Regions from separate parts of the Mus musculus genome. Here regions 1 and 3 are each linked to region 2. The links are chromatin contacts, called in public HiChIP or PLAC-seq and promoter capture Hi-C maps. All regions are on one chromosome and are shown on one strand. The core of a region is the stretch at or near the end of the contact, and the rest is flanking DNA. Distances in the headings are between cores, read along the strand shown.

Evidence for each region. HiChIP or PLAC-seq counts read pairs in DNA pulled down with a chosen protein or histone mark. Capture Hi-C pulls out chosen DNA fragments and counts their contacts.
Region 1: a contact with region 2 is called in a promoter capture Hi-C map of adipose tissue. The contact joins the promoter of Duox2 here to the promoter of Mageb3 in region 2. A contact is called at or near these places in 1 of 484 Hi-C or Micro-C datasets (embryonic stem cells), 1 of 115 datasets of contacts at active chromatin or transcription factors (bone marrow-derived macrophages) and 2 of 9 other capture datasets (adipose tissue and liver).
Region 3: a contact with region 2 is called in a FOXA1 HiChIP or PLAC-seq map of pancreatic cancer cells. The contact joins the enhancer-like site here to the promoter of Mageb3 in region 2. A contact is called at or near these places in 4 of 39 promoter capture datasets (the 3T3-L1 cell line, the HPC-7 cell line, HPC-7-derived erythroid cells and 2 more), 6 of 115 datasets of contacts at active chromatin or transcription factors (effector CD8 T cells, embryonic forebrain, embryonic limb bud and 3 more) and 2 of 9 other capture datasets (adipose tissue and pancreatic islet).

The regions. Positions count from the first base shown.
Region 1 is chr2:122,296,770-122,299,846 of GRCm38.p6, reverse strand. It overlaps Duox2 (dual oxidase 2), which reads left to right and starts at 1,620. Exons shown (of 33, transcript NM_001362755.1): 1 at 1,620-1,751; 2 at 2,035-2,124; 3 at 2,307-2,471; 4 at 2,978-3,077. The coding sequence starts at 1,682. Duoxa2 (dual oxidase maturation factor 2) reads right to left here and starts at 947. Exons shown (of 6, transcript NM_025777.2): 1 at 660-947. The coding sequence starts at 806.
Region 2 is chr2:121,954,688-121,957,628 of GRCm38.p6, reverse strand. Mageb3 (melanoma antigen, family B, 3) reads left to right here and starts at 1,537. Exons shown (of 1, transcript NM_008545.2): 1 at 1,537-2,941. The coding sequence starts at 2,410. It overlaps Ctdspl2 (CTD (carboxy-terminal domain, RNA polymerase II, polypeptide A) small phosphatase like 2), which reads right to left and starts at 1,628. Exons shown (of 13, transcript NM_212450.4): 1 at 1,012-1,628.
Region 3 is chr2:121,599,368-121,602,365 of GRCm38.p6, reverse strand. The region is part of intron 1 of Frmd5 (FERM domain containing 5); the gene reads left to right. Among named protein-coding and RNA genes, the nearest start is that of Wdr76, 94 kb to the right of the region's middle. Within about 2 kb of position 1,430, at least 38 of the 459 cell types and tissues checked have an H3K27ac peak or open chromatin away from gene starts, as enhancers often do. A contact at or near this core is called in pancreatic cancer cells, where this site is marked.

The DNA of each region.
Region 1 (3,077 bases), core at 371-2,870, 340 kb before region 2:
TCACAAGTGCCAGGCAGACAGGGGTCACCTCTCCCAGAAGAGGGAGGCCCCGGGGCCTGGTAGTCAATTAAAAGAGAGGGACTGCGGATTTTTCTAGACCTGCCAGTTCCTCCGAACCAACAAAGATCAACAGGAAAAGGTCTTCTCAGACTTATAACAATGTAGTTCAGGACCTGGAGGCTGGGAGCTTGGAAATTTCTCTTGCTTGCTACACGTTTGAATCTTCTGTGAAACTCTCTTGAGTCTTTAACTCAACACAGTAAGAAAAGCACAGAAGTCCCCATTCTCTTGATCATGGTTCAAAGCACAGGACAGAGGGGCTAAGGCATTCAGAGACCAGAGACGGGGGGGGGGGCTGGCCGCACCCGAAGGCTAGACTTAATTCCAAATATACTGGGCTGATTCCCACTGCTGCTGCAGCTTCCAAAAGAAGCCAGCTGGAGTCTCTTCCCGGGATGTCCTGGACCAAGGAACCTCTTCCTCGGAAGAGTCGCTTACTGCACCAGACTTCTAAATTTGCATCTGCTGATCCTCGGAGAATCTTCCTTAGTCTCTTCTGTCCTGAGTCTCCAAGAAACTCTCTCCATATCGCACTATTACCCCCACGAAATCGGCTTCTTCTAGAATCCCTCTAGGGAGAACTTTGAATACCCCCTTACCGAGTGCCCACGGATTCCAGGCAAGATGAACAGGAAGCTAGCAGCCAAAGACAAGAACACCAGGATAACAATGAGCAGCGGTACGCTGAAGCTGGCGGCATGCCTGGGCTGGGGGTAAAAGGGTAGCACCCCGTCCCACGCAGTCATCCTGCAAGAAGTTCGAGAACTGTTCGCAGGCAGCGAGCTGGGATGAGTGATAAAAAGTCCGAGCCCTGCGGCTCTCCTAAGAAGCGCAGAGGCGTGATCTCCCGAAACTCTTTCCTGGCCCTGCGACTTCACGCAGTGTTCACAAAGAAACGCAGACCCCCTCCTTTTATAGGAGCGTGGGCAGCAAGCAGGGGCGGCGTCCAAACCAGGTAGCAGGGTCCTGTCTGGTTGAGGTCATGCAAACGAAGGGGCGGAGACATGCAAATAACTGAAATCCTGTCCTTAACTCGACCGCAAACCTCTGATTCACACATTCACACCTGCTAGCGGTGGCGCGAGCGACACCTGCTAGGCAGGACGAAGAGCGAAGGGTGAACGGGCATCCAGGAAGGGTGAAGATTCTCGGAGCTGCTCCCAGGAGCGGAGCAGGAAACAAAATCTCCAAGACCACGGAAGACTGTTGAACCGGACCGGATCCCTTACACCAGAGGTTGGGTCTCCTAGCTCCTTTCTCCCCTTTGAACGTAATTCATCCTAGATGAGGATGAGGTTGGCTGCGCGTCCCTAGCTCTCAGTTCATTAGCCTCTCTCCCTTTTCTATCCCCCTCCTGGAGAAGCAGTACTTGGGAAATTGGGCTGAGAGGACTAGGTTTTAGAACAAACCCCATAGACAGTCCCGCTGCGCTCCTGACCAGGGTGTTAATGTGCTTGAGATCAGCATCAGACAGGGTTAGGGTGGCAGACGGTCTTAATGCCAGAAAGCGCGTCGTGAAGATGTGGGACCTGAGTAGTACCTCTCTGCTCCTCTCCCAGTACCAGCCGTGGGAGTGTGCGCTCTTGACACACTACCCCCCACCGCCGGGATCAAGGACAGCATGCTTCCAACAAGTCCCAAGACTCTAGTTCTCCTGGGCGCTCTGCTGACTGGACCCCTGGGCCCAGCAGGTACGTAGTAGGGGCCTCTTGCTGAAGGGGCTAGCCAGTGTCCCACAGGAGTGTGGAAAGAGAAGGGAAGGCAGATGGCGCCTGGAAGCTGGAAGGGTTGAGCCATCTCTTATTGAGCTATTGAGTTGGAAGACTTCTGACCGCCTCGGCTCAGCGGCCAAAGGATTGGAGATGGCGTTCATTGGCAGGAGTTAGCCAGCTGAGGAAGGAGCCTAAAGCCCATCGGGTCATTCAGGGCATTCTGGAAGGTTAATGTTAAGTGGGAGGCTTTCTGCTCCCACAGGTGGCCAGGACGCACCCTCACTGCCCTGGGAAGTGCAGCGCTACGACGGCTGGTTTAATAATCTGAAGTACCACCAGCGCGGTGCGGCTGGTAAGCCCCGGGCTCTGTAGGGAGGGCGTGCAGTTGGAGTGTGGGGAGAGGAGCCGGGGCGGCCTGCGGGATTGCATTCTCACCACATTCTTATCCATTCCTGGGGGTAGGAAATGGGAGGGGGCATGTGGGGCTTCTTGGGGACCCAGAGCGTTGATCCAGATCAACTCTCTGCGCTCCAGGCTCGCGGCTGCGTCGCCTAATACCGGCTAATTATGCTGACGGTGTTTATCAGGCTCTGGAAGAGCCGCTACTGCCCAACCCTCGCCGGCTAAGCGATGCTGTCGCTAAGGGCAAAGCAGGGCTGCCCTCGGTCCACAACCGCACAGTGCTGGGGGTCTTCTTTGGTGAGTATAGGAACAGGAAACCAGGGTGGATCTGGAGCTTGCTGAGTGTCCAGGGAAAGGACCACCGCAACTTGCAGAAAAAAGAACTTTCCAAGAAGTGCTTCTGTTATCATCTTTGAGGGTTTGGGTGTGATGCGGGGATCTTTCTCTTACTTTACTTCAAACCAACACGTACATTGGGTCCCCACTAGAACTCTCAGAAACTTATGCCCTGACCACTGCTGTCCTCAAGACTCTCATGACTGCCACACAGAGGTGAAGGGAGCTTGTTTTCAAATCGTATCCGCCTCCCCCCCTCCCACCCCCGAAACGATATTGGCATGTTCACAAGGGGATGCTACGTTTTGTTTGCATCTTAGAAGATCAAGTCTGGCGGGGGGGGGGGGATAAGCTGAAGAGACAGCGTTGAAGCTTGTGCTCTGGCCTCTGTGTCCTGATAATTCAGAGGCTCTCCTAAGGAGAGCGGGACCTGGTGATTTATCTACCACTTTGCTCTCTTAACCCAGGCTACCACGTGCTCTCAGACCTGGTGAGTGTGGAAACACCAGGCTGCCCCGCAGAGTTCCTCAACATTTACATCCCACGTGGGGACCCGGTGTTCGACCC
Region 2 (2,941 bases), core at 288-2,787:
TGTAGCTTGGCATTTCATGAATCAAAGTAACAGGCAATCTACAATCTAAAACATGTAGATAAGCCTATCATTTCAAGGCACTAATTTGTATATGGATGTAACCGTAATCTTGGTATTGTCTTAGTAGCATGAGAAAGATAACACTCCCTGCCTTGCCTTGGAGTAGCATCTAAGAATACTCATGTCAGGAGCTTAGGGTAGTTTCCTGGCAGTATCTCAGTAGGTTTCTCCGAGGTACTCTGAGAGTGCCTAACGTCATTCACACATCCAGCTACCACTAGGGCGAGAAGTAAATAAACACTATTTATTTATGCAATTATTTATCACAGAATCCTGGTCAAGAACGCAAAGGTAAACTCATACGGACTTACCCAACGTAAACAACATGCTAAATAGAATTAAGATTCACCCTTAACTAACCACTACGGAAATCAGAGGCCTCCTACACACGCTGGTTTTTACTACCACACTTGACTTTAAAAAGTAGTAATGTCAACTCAACATTTTAGCAGTACAGAAAACGACAGAAGCTCCAAGAACCTCTTTCCAGATTCTCAAAGGATGTCTGTAAGAGCTCAAGTAGAGAGAGCAACGCCCCCCTAATGCACCCTACAAGAATGAAATACCAAAAACATTACGTGGGCCCACAAGAAGGTTCGAAAAGGCAATCTAACTTAATTAGCTATCGGGTCCACGGGGTCAGAGACTGGGAACGTGAGATGGGGTTGGGGGTGGGTAGCAAAGTGAAATCTAACCCCAGAAATCACAACACAGGCCGCAGCCTAAGAGCTGAAGCTGGCGGGAAGTGAGCTCCCTGGCCGTTCCCTGGGGAAAGTCCAAGCCAGAGCAGCTTCCACGACAGTGGACGTACAAGGCGCCAACAGTGCATGCCTACGGACGTTGCTGGAACCGCTGAGGGCTCGGCTAGAGAAGGGGAGGAGATCCCGGCAGACGGCCCTGAGAGAGGACTGAGCTTCGGAGCAACGGCAGCGTCTGGACCAAGGGAATTACCTTCACTGTGACGACAGAAAAGTGTCTTCGGGCTCCGGCGATGGTCCCGACTGCGCAATAGGTGGTGTCTTTCCCGCTTATCCCTCAGCAGCAACAGAACCAGCTCCTTCAGCCAGTCGCCATTTCCCGCCTACCGACCTGCTGCACCGCACGGACAGGGACCCGGATGGAAAGCGGCCTCCCTGCGCAGGCGCTCTGGCTCCCTCCTCCCCCGCCCGCCCCGATCCGGAGAGGCGGGAGGGAAGGAATGCGGGAGGCCTGGGCGGCAGCGGGGGAGGGGAAACCAACTTTTACTACCGTGAAGAGGCTGAAGTTTCTGCCGCCTTAGGGAACTCACCAGAGCGAATTCCTGACCAAAAGAAAAACAAGAAACAACAACAACAAAAAACAATGAAAAAAAAATGAGCTTAGGGCCCGAGGAGTTAGACTGGACTCAGCCTCCGATGGGGCTCGGAGCGTGGGGGACGTTTGTACTTCGGGGGCCTCCGTAGCGGGCTGCGGGGTGGTCGCAGGGGGAGTAGGGAGGAAAGCGTTAGCAGCGGAGGCGGGGACGCCGGGGGCGGTTTTCCCTCCCGCCGCTAACGGAACCGCCTAGAGCCGGGCGACAAGGAGAGCGCGCCCTGGCCTGGGAGGCGGGGTTTAAGAACGCGCCGCGCACCCAGCGGCCAGGGTTAGCGACTAGGCGGCGGTGGGTGGAGCCGGCGGGAAGGGGCGGTGCTAACGGCTTGGCGCGCTGGAGCGGGAGCCAGTGCCTTGCGCTCCCGATGGCCAGACCCAGCCTGGTCCCGGTGCTTTCGGAGGTTCGCGGAGTGTCCCCGAGGTTCTCTTCCTAGGTCACTTTGCTAGCGGGAGCCCCTGTTGCCCTTGGACCTATGAAGGAGACTCTTAACCCTTCCCTTCCTCGCGATGTGGGCAGTGATCCTGTACGCTTAAAACTCGAGTCTTTCAAATGGGTTTTCACACACGACTGTGGGCTCCATCTAGAATCTGGATGATTCTTAATCTTCTTGATGCTGAAACGCTTTTAATAGAGTTCCTCATGTATGATGACCCCACCAACCATAAAATTATCTTTGTTGTTACTTCATGGCTGTAATTTTGCTAGTGTCATGAATCGGAATGCAAATATGTTTTCCCATGATCTTATTCAACCTGTGGTTTGACCTCTTAAGGGTTGCAACCCACAAGTTGAGAAACACTGGTCTAGATAGCACTTTTGACTGAAATTCCAAGCTGATCTCATTATTCTATAAGAAATGCTGATTGAGACAGGAGAGGCTTGGACGCCAGTCTGAAGAGAACAATCCTAGGGTTTGCAGAAAAGAGCTTGATCCACGAGTTCGGAAGTCCTGATTCCTGCCTGTCAGCTCTTCTACTTCAGTCCTGAGCACAGTCAACATGCCTAGGGGTCAAAAGAGTAAGAGCCGCTCCCGTGCTAAACGACAGCAGTCACGCAGGGAGGTTCAAGTAGTTCAGCCCACTGCAGAGGAAGCAGGGTCTTCTCCTGTTGACCTGAGTGCTGGGTCCAGCTTCCCTGGTGGTTCTGCTCCTCAGGGTGTGAAAAACCCTGGATCTTTTGGTGCAGGTGTATCCTGCACAGGCTCTGGTATAGGTGGTAGAAATGCTACTGTCCTGCCTGATACAAAAAGTTCAGATGGCACCCAGGCAGGGACTTCCATTCAGCACACACTGAAAGATCCTATCATGAGGAAGGCTAGTGTGCTGATAGAATTCCTGCTAGATAAATTTAAGATGAAAGAAGCAGTTACAAGAAGTGAAATGCTGGCAGTAGTTAACAAGAAGTATAAGGAGCAATTCCCTGAGATCCTCAGGAGAACTTCTGCACGCCTAGAATTGGTCTTTGGTCTTGAGTTGAAGGAAATTGATCCCAGCACTCATTCCTATTTGCTGGTGGGCAAACTGGGTCTTT
Region 3 (2,998 bases), core at 181-2,680, 360 kb after region 2:
GCTAATGAAAACGTAAATGAGTTGGGAGAGACTCAACTTAAAAGTAAAAGCAATTTGCAGCTTCCAAAGCTAACTTGACAATGCTTGAGCACAGGCAATTCTCTTTAATAAACTTCATTCGGTTGTTGTTTTATGTCGAGACAGAGGCTCACTCCCTGTAGAGCCCTGTCAGGTTTTGACCTTCCTTCTCCTTCCCCAGCCTCCCGACTGCCAGGTTTCAGGTGGGCACCACCACGTCCCCTTTTTAATCTAGTTCCTGACTGCCAGCCTTAAAGCTGAGACCCTTTTTGCACAGCTCCTCCTCCTCAGAGGTATTGCTTCCTGCACAGAGCTTTCTTTAGTGTGAAAATGATTGCTAGCCCACAGAGTTGAACATTATCATTCAGACTCAGGCTCAGTTTCAGTCCTGTTTGTCATTCTGGGAAAGGGAAACTTAGAATTCTATTTGTTAGATACAATTCATTACATGTGCGTGTGCGTGTGCGTGTGTGTGTGTGTGTGTGTGTGTGTGTTACTGGAGATCAGACCCAGGGCCTTATAAATGGTAGATAAGCACTCTTCCACCGAGCTACAAGCCCAGCCTTTAATTTACTGCATTAAGAAAATATGAGCTGGATTGGTGACTCATCCCTTTAATCCCAGCCCTCGGGAAGCAGTGGCACGAGGAGCCCCATGAGTTTGAGGCCAGTCTAGTCAACATAGTAACGTCTAGGCCAGCCAAGACTTTATAGTGAGACCTTACTCTTCTCTGTAGAAATGTCTAGGCCTCTATTTACATAAAATATGATTTCTATGCTTTGATAATTAGCTACAATATTAGTAACTTCAAGAAGAAAATGTATTCTAGCAAACACCTTTTTCAAAGATAGGACTTGCCAAAACAGTGTGCTCTAAAAATAAGTCAATGATCTAAGAAATCTTAATTATTTCCTTAATTAAGTCGTTACTCAATGACCCATTCATCAAAGTCTTTGTGCTAATGCTCACTTTAACGTAGCTTCTCAACCTGCTCTCCCAGGCTCCTTGCTGAGATGAGACTGTTCGCCAATCCTGATTTTCTGTCATTCCCCTCCTCAGTAAATACGGTGTATTCTGCTGCCTGGATGTTTCTTTATCCATACCATTCATAGCCTCATTGAAAGGATCCTCCGGTCAATAATTCACATAAATCCCTAAGAGTACCTGCTTAAAATCCTCACACCCATTACCATCACTTACAATACAGCGATCATGCAGGCATCGCCCGCCCTCCACCATATCGCCAGCGCTCCACCACCTCGCCCTTGTCTGCCCCTCTAAACTGATCTGCCGTTGTCCCATAACATTTAGCTTAAGTTCTTCCCTGGCCCATGCCCTGCTCTTGCTGTACTGTTTGTCCACTCCTAAGGCAGTAGATTCCTGTGCCCCCACCCCCAAAGCTCAGCCAGTGACTCATTTCCTTTGTGAATTCTTTCAGTTAATATCACTCCTCCACACTTCTGGTGTGGCAGCTTCTATCACACCACCATTTGAAAGGGATTCTCCCTTTGCCCAAGAATAAGACTGACCCTCCATCCAATGGAAACTTGAGAGAACTGTCCTGTCAACCCTCGTCGCTAGAGTCAATCTGGGCAGAAAGAAAGAATTCTTTCCTGGAGTCTGATGTTGTCTGCAGTGCACTTCAGTGGCTGCCCCCGAGCCCAGTCTGTCCACTTGGCATCTTATTGGCTTGCAGTGGATGTTTTCCTAAGCATCTCTGACAAACTAAAAAGCACATGCCTGAGAACAACGTGAGAGATACTTCTGGGGAGGGACATGCCCCAGGGAGCAGCTCAGCAATACATCTCTTTGCTAAGGCAGCAGCTTCTCTTGTCCTGAGCTGATGGCCACCTTTGGCCCATACAGGTGATGCTGAGCAGGATATGCAGGTGTGAAAGAAGGCTAAGAACAGCTCTTGGGGTGTGCGGGAAGGTTGTGCAGAGCCTCCTGTTAATCTGCCTCCATGGTTCCCTAGGCTGGGGTATTTGGAGCTGGTTACCAGCTAATGTCTGCTCTCCATAATTTAAAACTTTTTATTTGAAAAGTATCCCCCACCCCCCAAAAAAGCTGAAGAGATGGCTTGACAGTTTAAGGTATATACTGCCCAGGGAGAATATGTAAAAGGCCTGCTATCATGACTTAAACCAAAACAACTGAAGAGCCATCCCAGGTCCAGGGTTCTTCAGGGTACAGCCAAGTCAATGGAAGGGTTATGTTTAGCATCTCCCTCTGGTCCGTCAGCTTCCTTCCTTTTCTTCCATGGCCATTGATCCCAGGAACAATTCTGCCTTGCTAAACTCTTATCTCAGAGTCTCTTTCCAAAGCAACCAGAGCTGTAACATAACAGTGCCGGTGTATAGTGCCAGGTTACCATTAACCACCTGTTGATCTGAGATGGCATGACACTTAGAGATCCCGTAAACTTTAGTCAGATATCAGGAATATGCTTGAGAAAGTTGGACAAAATGTTAGATAATAGAGAAATCCCCAGATACATGTGCAACTTGCCCATTAAAGGACATTTGACTGCTTCCTGGGGTTTCAGACATCCTAGTGCCGATCTGCATGAGTCTAGGAGCACAGAAGTGGGTTTTGCCATTCCTCTGAAAAAGGCTTGCCCTTTTATATTAGTATAATTAAGCAAATGTAGTGATTAGTCTTTTCCAATATCGAGCTTTTAATTCCTTCTCAGTGGCTAGGGCCCAGTTAGAGGCTTTCTTGAGTGCAGAACTGTTCTTGCCTGTGTCTGTATGTTGGTAGCAGAAGCAGATATTCTGGAGCTCTGCTTGTACTGCACACAACTCAGTGTTGTTTGGGCTGGACCTGTTTTCCTACTCAGAGCCCCTCTCCCTCAGCCCCGCCAAGTATATCCCATAGGATAAAAGCAAATTAGACAACGTTTTATAGCCATGAGACTAATCCTGTGTGTGGTGATTTGAGTGAGAATGGCCCCCATAGACTTGTATATTAAAATGTTTTA